Regions from separate parts of the Hordeum vulgare genome. Here region 1 is linked to region 2. Evidence: chromatin contacts called from public Hi-C data. All regions are on one chromosome and are shown on one strand. Each heading gives the region's core, a stretch centred on a gene start, on an enhancer-like site or on the middle of the called end of the contact. The rest is flanking DNA. Distances are from core to core; before and after follow the strand shown.

The links. A called contact is a pair of places that touch in the nucleus more often than the background predicts.
Region 1: a Hi-C map of seedling shows a contact between it and region 2, with 5 times the contacts expected there. The contact joins the promoter of LOC123448946 here to the promoter of LOC123448945 in region 2. A contact is called at or near these places in 3 of 6 Hi-C or Micro-C datasets (leaf and seedling) and 1 of 1 datasets of contacts at active chromatin or transcription factors (embryo).

Annotation. Positions count from the first base shown.
Region 1 is chr4H:458,282,557-458,287,407 of MorexV3_pseudomolecules_assembly, reverse strand. It overlaps LOC123448946 (mitogen-activated protein kinase 5), which reads right to left and starts at 1,838. Exons shown (of 5, transcript XM_045125998.1): 1 at 1,385-1,838; 2 at 995-1,124; 3 at 752-889; 4 at 136-652. The coding sequence starts at 1,536.
Region 2 is chr4H:457,955,302-457,960,604 of MorexV3_pseudomolecules_assembly, reverse strand. It overlaps LOC123448945 (arogenate dehydratase 2-like), which reads left to right and starts at 2,866. Exons shown (of 11, transcript XM_045125997.1): 1 at 2,866-3,249; 2 at 3,377-3,438; 3 at 3,553-3,645; 4 at 4,658-4,858; 5 at 4,943-5,026; 6 at 5,155-5,250. The coding sequence starts at 2,964.

The DNA of each region.
Region 1 (4,851 bases), core at 589-3,088, 330 kb before region 2:
AACCAGCACAAGGATGGTTTAAGCACTGACACTGACCCCAACACTGGCCGTACAAAGCCAGTCAAAAAAACACGGCGCTACGAAATTGACACGTGAAGATCAAAGCAGAGTGACGCGGACGTGGGACGCACGCACCTGTGATCCTCTGAAGCGGGTTGAAGGTGAGCATCCGCTCTATGAGGTCGAGCGCGGCTGGCTGCACCTTGGGGAACTGGCCCGGGAACGGCCGGCGAGGGAACTGCGGCAGGTGCCTCATGTATCTCCTGGCGTCCTCGTTCCGGATGAAGCCCAGGTCGTCGTCGGTGGGGGTGCCGATCACCTCCGTGATGAGCCGCATCTGGTGCATGTGGTCCCTCCCCGGGAAGAGCGGTGCGCGGTTGATGAGCTCCATGAAGATGCAGCCGACCGACCAGACGTCGATGGCGGCGGAGTAGTCGGTGGAGTTGAGCAGCAGCTCCGGGGCCCGGTACCACCGCGTGACCACGTACTCCGTCATCATGTCGCTCTCCGACGACGGCCGCGCCAGGCCGAAGTCGCAGATCTTGAGGTCGCAGTTGGCGTTCAGCAGCAGGTTGCTCGGCTTCAGGTCGCGATGGATCACGTTCGCCGAGTGGATGTACTTGAGACCGCGCAGCAGCTGGTACAGGAAGTACTGGAAGCCACCCAAGAACACCACGGCGCATGAATATACGGATCAAATCGTCACGAAATATGAAAAAAATCGCTCTTCATTCAGAGTATGGAGTAGTACCTGGCAGTGTTCTTCTGAGAGTTCTTGGTTGGAACGGATGATGTGGTGAAGGTCCGTGTCCATGAGCTCAGTGGCGATGTAGACGTCGTTGAAGGACTGCGGGATCGCCGGCGGGATCACGTCTCGGAGGCCTACTATCTGCGTGTGGTGTCCATCAATACAGCGTAACAGGTTAGCCCTGAATTGTCGAATTCAGTGAGATGCATACGCACATCTGAAGCGGAAGAGGTAGATGTTGCTTACGTTCTCGTGGTCGAGGTGCTTGAGGAGTTTGATTTCCCGGAGCGTGCGCTTGGCGTCCATGTTGTTGTCGAAGGCGTTTGCGATCTTCTTGATTGCCACCATCTCCCTCGTCTCGAAGTTCATCACCGAGCTGTGCCCACGCAACCACAAGTGCAATTTCAGGACCAGATTGGTTAAACAACCACCAACCACAGAGCACCGACAGATCAACACATACAGTATTAAACTAGTGTTGTTGTTTACAGAAAGGAGTGAATTGGCCTAATCCTATCTTTCCCCATGGCCCGAACTAATCCCCCTCTGTTTTCCGATCAGGGCAGCAACGGCTTGAAGAACAAACCTGGCAAGAAACCGGTGGTGATTGAGGAGGAAAAGATGGGGCGAACGTACCAGACGATCCCGTAGGCGCCGCGGCCGATGGGCATGATCGGCGGCTGGTACTTGGCCGTGATCTCGAACTGGTTGCCGAATATGTTGTAGAGGAGGAACCGGCCGCCGTGCGTCATCGTCGGCCGGAACTCGGCCACCGGAGCGCCGTCCATTCTCAAACAGCCAAGAACCAAACCGAGATCAGCCAAGAATCCCCTCCCCTCCCCTCCTCTCCTCTCCTCTCCTCTCCTCCCAAAACCCAATCACAGGCCAAGCGCAACGGGGATGAGGCCGAGCTGATGATTGACTTTGTCCTGGCTCTGGATTCTTGTAGGGGTGGAAGAGGGGAGAATTATAAATAGAGAAGGGCGGCTCCGCTAATGCTCTCGGCCCAGCCGAGGAAGGAAGGTAGCGAGAAAGCGAGCGAGAGCGGGCGCGCGCGCACGCACGCCGCTGCTGTGCTGTGCTGGTGCGCGCAGTCTCTCTGGCTCTTTTCTGCGCGTATCGCCCGGGAATTGAGGGGATGGTGCCGGGACGGACGGAGGGTCCGATGGAGTCCGTCTCGTGGCAGCGCGCTCATCGGACGGCTGGGGAAGGGTCAACGGTCAACCGGTATCTGCTGCTGCTTCTCTTGTATGGACGCGCGCTGCACGCACCAACCGGATCGGGCTGGGCTGGGAGCGGCGTGGCTGACGGGTGGGGCAGCGGCTGTCAGTTTGTGTGGATTGCGCGTGTCGCAGGGGCGTGGAAATCCAGGGGCCGATGGGGACGGAGCGGATGGATGGTAGTAGCCGACGCGCTATTATTTGCTTGGCGAGTCATGCTCCGGTGTGGTGTGGTGTGGTGTGGTGCCATTTGACCCACCGGTTTTTTTTTCTCTCTGGCTTTTCTTCGGCACCGTGGAAACGCTCCGGTTGGGAAGTCTAGGCTCGAAATCCGGAGACGGAAGTCCTGCGTCCCGTTCAAGGAGGGGACGCGCGCCGTGAGTGATTCGTTACTCTCTCTCTCTCTCTCTTGCCCATGCAGGCCACAAGGTTTACTGTGGTAAGCAATTTTTGTTGGGGTGGAATTGCTCACCTCAAGCAACTCCTCGGTGTACCTTTTGCTGTGTAAATCATAACTACGGTCTCCTATAAGCTGTCTGGGCCACAAGGAGTGACTTTATTTTTGAAAGTGTATCGTCTAGCCTTTATGCTACACTTCCAGAAGGAAATTCAAGGAGAAGCTAAAATGGATCATTTACATGACTCACAGGAAGGACTATGATCTTTTGAAGATTGGGTTCAAGCTTTCCGTTGATGCGTGATGCTCTATTTATTGTATACTCTCGAAGGGCCGCAGCTGTATTTTATTAGAAGGAACATAATTAGTACAAGGTTTTATAGTCTATGCGATCTAGACTGAGCACTACAGAAGCAAAACCTCATAAATATAACAACCAACGGCTAAGCAAGATCGATTATCAAACCGGCCGATTTTCAGGAGAGAATATCCTCATGGATAGACTGGAAGACCTGGAAAGCCGAGGAAATTTTGTTGTCAAAAATTCGGGCGCTGCGCTCCTTCCAAAGCTTTCAGTGCACCAGAATAACCACCGTCTCGAAGTTCCTCTTAGCATTCTTGTGCACCTTCTCCCTGGCCCGCAACCACCACTCCTCGGTAGAGCCGAAGGCCAAGACTAGGATAGGGAAGTCCACACCTGATCACGCTCTGAGCCTACCCCAGACCTCACTTGTATACTACTCTCTAACTCTAGCTTAGTTTAGATCTTGTGTATAGCTTTCTTTCTTTCTGCCTATCTAACTTTTTTGCTGTTTGCTGGTTTGTTTGTATAGTTTTAATTTCCTTCCAAACTCCCTTTTTTTCTTCATAAAATTAGTAAAAATACACTGCAGAGTCATGTCGTTTCCCTAAAAAGAACTTGGTTGGGGGAAATTATCCAAGCATCAAGACATAATGTAGGGCTAAAACACATGAAATAATGTGGAGCAAACCACCCAAAAACACGCATACGTTGAGACTTGATGCTGCTTTGATGGAGGATGGTTCATGAGGTGTGGGAGCGGTAGTACATAACGATAAGGGAGAAGCCCTAAGTGTGACATGTTGGCCCCTCGAACACCTACTTGATGCGGCAACATCGGAAACAACAACATTGCGACGTGGTGTGCTAATAGATCAAATTCTACCATTTTTGGGGATGTCATTCCGCCTAGCTTGATTGTTTTAAATGTAATAAACAATGTATCTTTGTCAAAGTGACAAAGACTTTTCCTAATAGACAAGCATTAATGTATGCTCTTCACGCGTAAGCAATTTTCATTGTGGCACATCTAGTTGAAAGGTTTGCAATATAGGCCATCGTTCGCGACTTTCCTGATATATCGTATATATAGGTGATTGGAGAAGCAACCATAGTTACAATCCTAACCATAATGGCTTGATTTCGCTAACTGTAGTAGGCACCGAGTATGGAAAGGGATAAGAAAATATGAAGCATATTATGCTTGCCTAACATTCCATTGTACACATATTGGAGTTTTGCAAACGTTGAGGCTAGACTAGAAGTCCAAGAAAAAGGAAACGACAACCCCATGGTGAAGATCTCCACAAACTATCGAGAGAACGACACGTGGAGCACTCGAATGTGCCCAAAAACGACTCAGTCACACACAAAGTGCAGGTCGATATCGATGTGTTTGGTTTGCTGATGTTGAACTAGGTCCATGGACATGTTGGACCGCATTGGAATTTTTGCAACACACGAGACAACCAATTTTGGAGACGTGTCAAGGAGAGTCGACAGATGCTTGCAGCTCCTCATGCTATCATGCTCGATGATTTCAATTGCATACTTGGTTTGGAAGCATCCCAAATAAGTCATGTTGAACCCATGCCGAGGAAGTAGTGGAGGTCGGCCATGGCGAACTTGGTGCTGAGGGCGATGAAGAAGTGAAGGAGGAATCCCTAAGGAGGATGGCATTGACGTAGAGAAGAAATCTTGTGCATGTCGTGGCATGTAGAACACAGAATGAGGTGTCCAACTTGGAGAGCTGAAGCCAACATTGGCGGTGAAGGTAACAAAGTGTCGGTAGCAAGTGTGGTTAAGGGAGCTTGCTTGAGTCTGTAGAGATAATGGTTGAGGTGACACAAGTCGTTGGAGCACGTTTTTTTGTCTACAAACTTGGTAGATTGACGACAATATAACACCTTAGAGAGTATCCTAGGGAGAAAGGCATTCTTTACATTGAGTTCACGAATACTCTAGTTGAGGGAGAAGGCCATTGAGAGAATGACACAGGTGGTGGCCGGTTTGGAAACTAGGCTAAAATGTCATCGAAGTCAACAGTTCTTGCAAGAAGCAACGCAGAACCCAACAAGCCTTGTATCGGATGAATGAGCTGTCGAGGTAGATCTTGTAGAAAAAATCCATTGCTCGGAGAGGATATTGGCTATGAAGGCAGTTGAAAAAGATACACGTATTTCTG
Region 2 (5,303 bases), core at 1,617-4,116:
GAAGCATTCTGCCATGTTACTGGTCATTTGACCATATCTTCGGCCATCTTCGTCATAAGCTCGTGCCCACTTGGCCCGAAGTTCAATGTGCCTGTTCAGAAACTCAAGCCCACCTGCATCAAGTTTTTTGTTTACAAGCAAAGCATTGTACAATCTTGCAAATCGTTTGTCAGAAAATGCTTGACAACAATCTTGAAGATCATCCGCCAACTCCTTGCTACCACATGCCCGGTAGAAGTTTGCACATAAATGCCTCATGCACCATTGATGATGCAAAAGAACATGGCCGGGAATGACAATGTCAACCGCGTTAAGTATGCCTTGATGACGATCCGATATGACACATATTTCCCTCTCAAACGGTAATACTTTAGTTCTCAAAATATGCAAGAACCATTCCCAGTTAACATTGTTCTCTGCCTCAACCAAAGCAAAAGCCAAAGGCATCAACCGGTTATTGGCATCACTTGCTATTGCAACCAACAAAGTGCCCTTGAATTGTCCGGTCAAAAACGTGCCATCGATGGAGATGACAGGACGACAGTGCTGGAAAGCCCTCACACATTGCTCAAATGCCCAAAATGCACGGCCAAATACACGAACCCTATTTCCATTCTTAATCCTTGTTTTCTCCCCATACGGCTCGACCACATGAACCATGCCCGGGTTAGTGTGGGCAATAGCTCCCAACAACCTAGGTATGCGGTTGTATGCTTCCTCCCAATCACCATACAACATCTTGAATGCGGCTTGCTTTGCTTTCCATGCCTTACCATATTTCACCTCGTAGTGAAACAGGGCTTTCACAAAGTCTTGTACGCTTTTTATGCTCATTGTAGGAAGAGAGGAGATGGAGTTGGAAAGCCTATAAGCGATGAACTCGGAGGTTAGTTGTCTATGGCTTTGCGACGATAGGGCACCATCAACCCTCTTGCCTCGACACATGTGAGGCATACAACTGACAATGTTCCATCCTGGTCCTCCTTTCCATGGTCTTGCACGGACAATCCAAGGACAACCTCTATCCTCACATGCAACCGTGTAACGCAGCTTCATGTTTGAATGAACAACTTTGTGTGGCCTATAATGCGTAACAGAATATTCATCCAACCACATCTTCAGTTCAAAGAATGTTTTGAACTTTGACCCCGGCAAAATAATATTCTTCCCATGTGTGTCCCGATGAGAAGGTGGCCTAACTCCAAACAATATGCCTTCGCCTCCGTCAACCACGGCTTCATCCGCAAGGTTAAGATCCTCGAACAATGGTGTCCGGTGATCACGCTTTAATACATTCATGAAAGCTTCGGCCTCCTTTGCCGTGAACCCTTCTTCATCAACTTCTTCATCGGGACCCTCATCGTCAGACTCAGAGGCATAGCCACGTGAGTACGGAATGGAATGGTCCATTGTCTCTTGCAAATTATATTTGTCCAAATCACCAAGATTGTTGTCATGAAGAACATTACCATCATCATAGTGCTCATAATTAGCCTCTACCAATGGTTCATGTTCAATGTTGACCTCTTCGTTAGCCTCATAGACATAAGAAAGAGGTTCAATGTTGGCCTCTTCGTTGATGGTTGCAGGAATAGCTTCAACAATCGAAGAGGCAACCCGGTTCAAATCCAACAAGTTAGGAACATTTGTTTTCATGGCAAATAACTCTAGAGCCTTGTCTAGTGATTCGGCCACCGTATCCTTGTATGCAAGCCAACGTTGCTCGGAGTTGACACGCATGGTCTTTCAACGAATGTGCATTCCGAATCCCACATTATGCCTACCATCAAACTCAACTACATCAATAGGGTCCATCCAATTCAAATCCTTTCGGACTTGTTCCAACAATTCACCATAGATAGGACACAAATCGAACACCATGTCAAGCTCATCCGGGTCCGGATCAATATTGCCTTTTAAAAAGGCATCCTTGTCCACGTGATGAACATAAACACATGTTCTTCCCATACCTAAACAACAAAACATACAACCTTTTTTATGAGCAATCATACAATTACAATAACCCTTGCCTAACTTCCAAATAACCCTAACCCCATAATAACCCTAACACAACCAAACATCCCTAACCCTAGCCTAACCATAACCTAACCCTAGCCTAACCCTACAACAACCATAATGCACACATCCAAACAACCCTAATCTTAACCTCATCATACCACTTATCCTAACATACAAACAAATAAAACAATATCATATACATCCCACATTTCATGAAAAACTAGGGTTTTCCTCAAATTTGCAAAAAAATGAACACAAAAGATTTTCCTTTGGATGAGAATGGGGGGAGAGGTGAGGATTACCTTAGGGGAGTGATTGGACAACAAATGCCCGGTCCAAACCTTCAGATTTGGTGATTTAGAGAAGGATTTGAGGGAGGGGGCAGTGGCTAGGAGAGGGGCTGGGGGAGGGGAATGAGGGAGGGGGTGGGGAGGGGGTGTGGCCCGTGGCTGGTATAAGTCAATGTGTGACGCCTAAGCGTTAGGCGCCACACATTACAATGTGTGACGCCTAAGACTTAGGCGTCACACTGCCTGGGGGTGGGCCCCTACATGCCACGTGGTCGCGGGTGTGGCGCCGAACACCTAGGCGTCATACAGTACAGTTTGACGCCTAGGTGTCGGACGCCACACAAAAGGGTCAGACCGATGAATTATTTCCCCCGAGGGGTTAATCCGTGAGTTCTTTGGCCCCACGGGTCATTTTTGTCAATTTTGCCGTTGGTTTGTCGTAAAAAAGACAGTAGACTCGTCGCCACGCACTGCTCTCCAGCCTCGCCGCCCGTGCTTCGCTGTTCCACTTCTCCACCTCACAAAGGAAATCTCGCGTCACGTTTGGAAAAGCCCGTGGCCGTGGGGATCATTTTTCCTTTTTCGCTTCTCGACTTCCCCCAATCGGCCACCCCACCCCCCGGCTTCCTTCTTGGCCAGCGCGCCGGCTAGGCTATGGCCTCCATGACCACACCTCGGCTCCCCTTCCTCCCCGCCCGAACCCGCTCCGCGGTGACCACCTCCTCCTCTTCGTCGTCCTCCTCCCCGTCACCACGCCGCTCCATCAAATGCAGCAGCTCCACCAACGCTAATTCAGCCCCCCTCCCTTCTACATCGCGGCGGCCCCCGGCGCCCGTGGCGGACGGCGTAGGTTCCGCCGACCTCAACGGCCTCCGGGCCCCGTCTGTACCTGTCGCGGACTCCCCTCTACCAGCGTACCGCGATCCGCACGGGCTGCCTCGTAAGTCCAGCGGCGGCGCTTTTTTAGCCGATATCGAGCAGTTCTTTTCCGGTTTAATAATAACTAAACTAACTAATCAGCTGGCGCTTTCTTCATGGCGTGCGTGCTTCTGTACTGGGGTTATCAGGGCCTCTCACTAGTGCGGATCTAATGGAGTCGAGCGGGGAGGGGCTCAAGGTTGCCTACCAGGTGCTCGACGAAACGCGTGTGCTGTTTCGGTGTCATTGCTTATCTATCTCCCTTTTTGTGCATGCGCTCCTTTTGTTGTGAATCTGAACGGAGTTTGGTTTGGTTATTATTCAGGGCTTCCCTGGAGCGTACAGTGAGGCTGCAGCAAAGAAGGCCTATCCAAATTGCCAGACAGTGCCCTGCGAGCACTTTGATACTGCGTTTCAGGTATCGTAGTGTGATCCTTTCTGGGTCCTGTTTAGATATCTTTGGGCATGCTGTCTGTGGTGCAGTGAGTTGTGCAATTTTACTTTGGTTCATGTCATGGTTTCGCAAGACGGGACATTGAATCAAATGAGGTTAAATGTTTGTTGATGAAATGTGTTGAGGATTTGGAGTTTGTACAGAGTTTGACATGCTCAGTGTTTGTTTATTACTCCCTCCGTTCCTAAATATAAGTCTTTTTAGTGATTTCACTAGGAGACTACCAGTGGCGAATCTAGCATGACAATGGAGGGTAGGCTCAAAATATTAATTTAGTGAGCCTAATTAGCAAATGCATTGCAATTGTTGCATGTAAAGCATATCAATATAATTGTGAAGTGGTATATTTAGCTGAAATAAGATTTTGGAGGGTAGGCTTAAGCCTATGCCCACCTAGTAGACTCGCCACTGGAGACTACATACGGAGCAAAATGAGTGAATCTACACTGTAAAGTATGTCTATATTCCATCCGTATGTAGTCTTTTAGTGGAACCTCTAAAAAGACTTATATTTAAGAACGGAGGGAGTAGATGCAATATCCCAGTACCGCACAAAGAACCTATCACTGGCACATATCATTTGTCCATACTCATTCTTTTCTTGAGACAACATGCTCATCATCTGGTCATTCATTTCTACTGTAATTTGAACAAAATTATGTATTATGAAAGTACCAGTCTAGTCGAGTATGTGTATGGATGGTTTGTATAAGTATCTAATTTAAATAGTTTTAAAGATATTGGTAGTCGAAGTTTCGTAAGTTGACCCTACATATGCTCGAAACGACATCCCTTAGGTAACCGGAGAGATTGTTGTATTAGCAAAATCTTCATCTAAACTAGCCTTTCAGACAGCAGTAGATCAGAGTAATTGTAAACCATATATTGCATGTCATATTGTAATACATAGAAGAAGGTGTATGTGGCAAAAGCAATAAATGTGCTGCAATTTTGATGTCTTCTGGTCCTTTATCAGGCTGTTCAAAACTGGATAGTTGATAGGGCAGTACTGCCACTTGAGAATACTTTGGGCGGTAGTATACATCGGAACTATGATCTTTTACTTCGGCATGAGCTGCACATAGTTGGAGAGGTTCGCCTTGCAGTTCGGCATTGCTTGTTAGCCAATCGTGGAGTGAAGATCGAAAATCTAAGAAATGTCATCAGTCATCCCCAGGTAAAACCTCTTGGATAGTGTGGCCTTGATATTTTCACTTGTTCTGTGTAATAACCTTACAGGTACATTAATTGAAATTCTTAGGCCCTTGCGCAATGTGAGCATACACTGACAGAGTTGGGAATTGAACATAGACAAGCTGTTGATGACACTGCTGGTGCAGCAAAGGTAGAATGATGCTTCCTCTTCTACCTGGAATTTATCTTCTGATGGATATATATTTTGTTCACTCTTTCAACTGACTCATGGTGCAAAGTGATTGTCGTTTACCATAACACCATATGCTTGTTTCATAGTTAGTTGCAGAACAAATGCTCCAAGATACTGGTGCTGTTGCCAGTTCATTAGCTGCTGAACTTTATGAACTGGATATTCTTGCTGAAAATATTCAGGTATCGTGATTTCATGCTAAATCAGGACATTATATTCTGTTCTTTATCCTCAC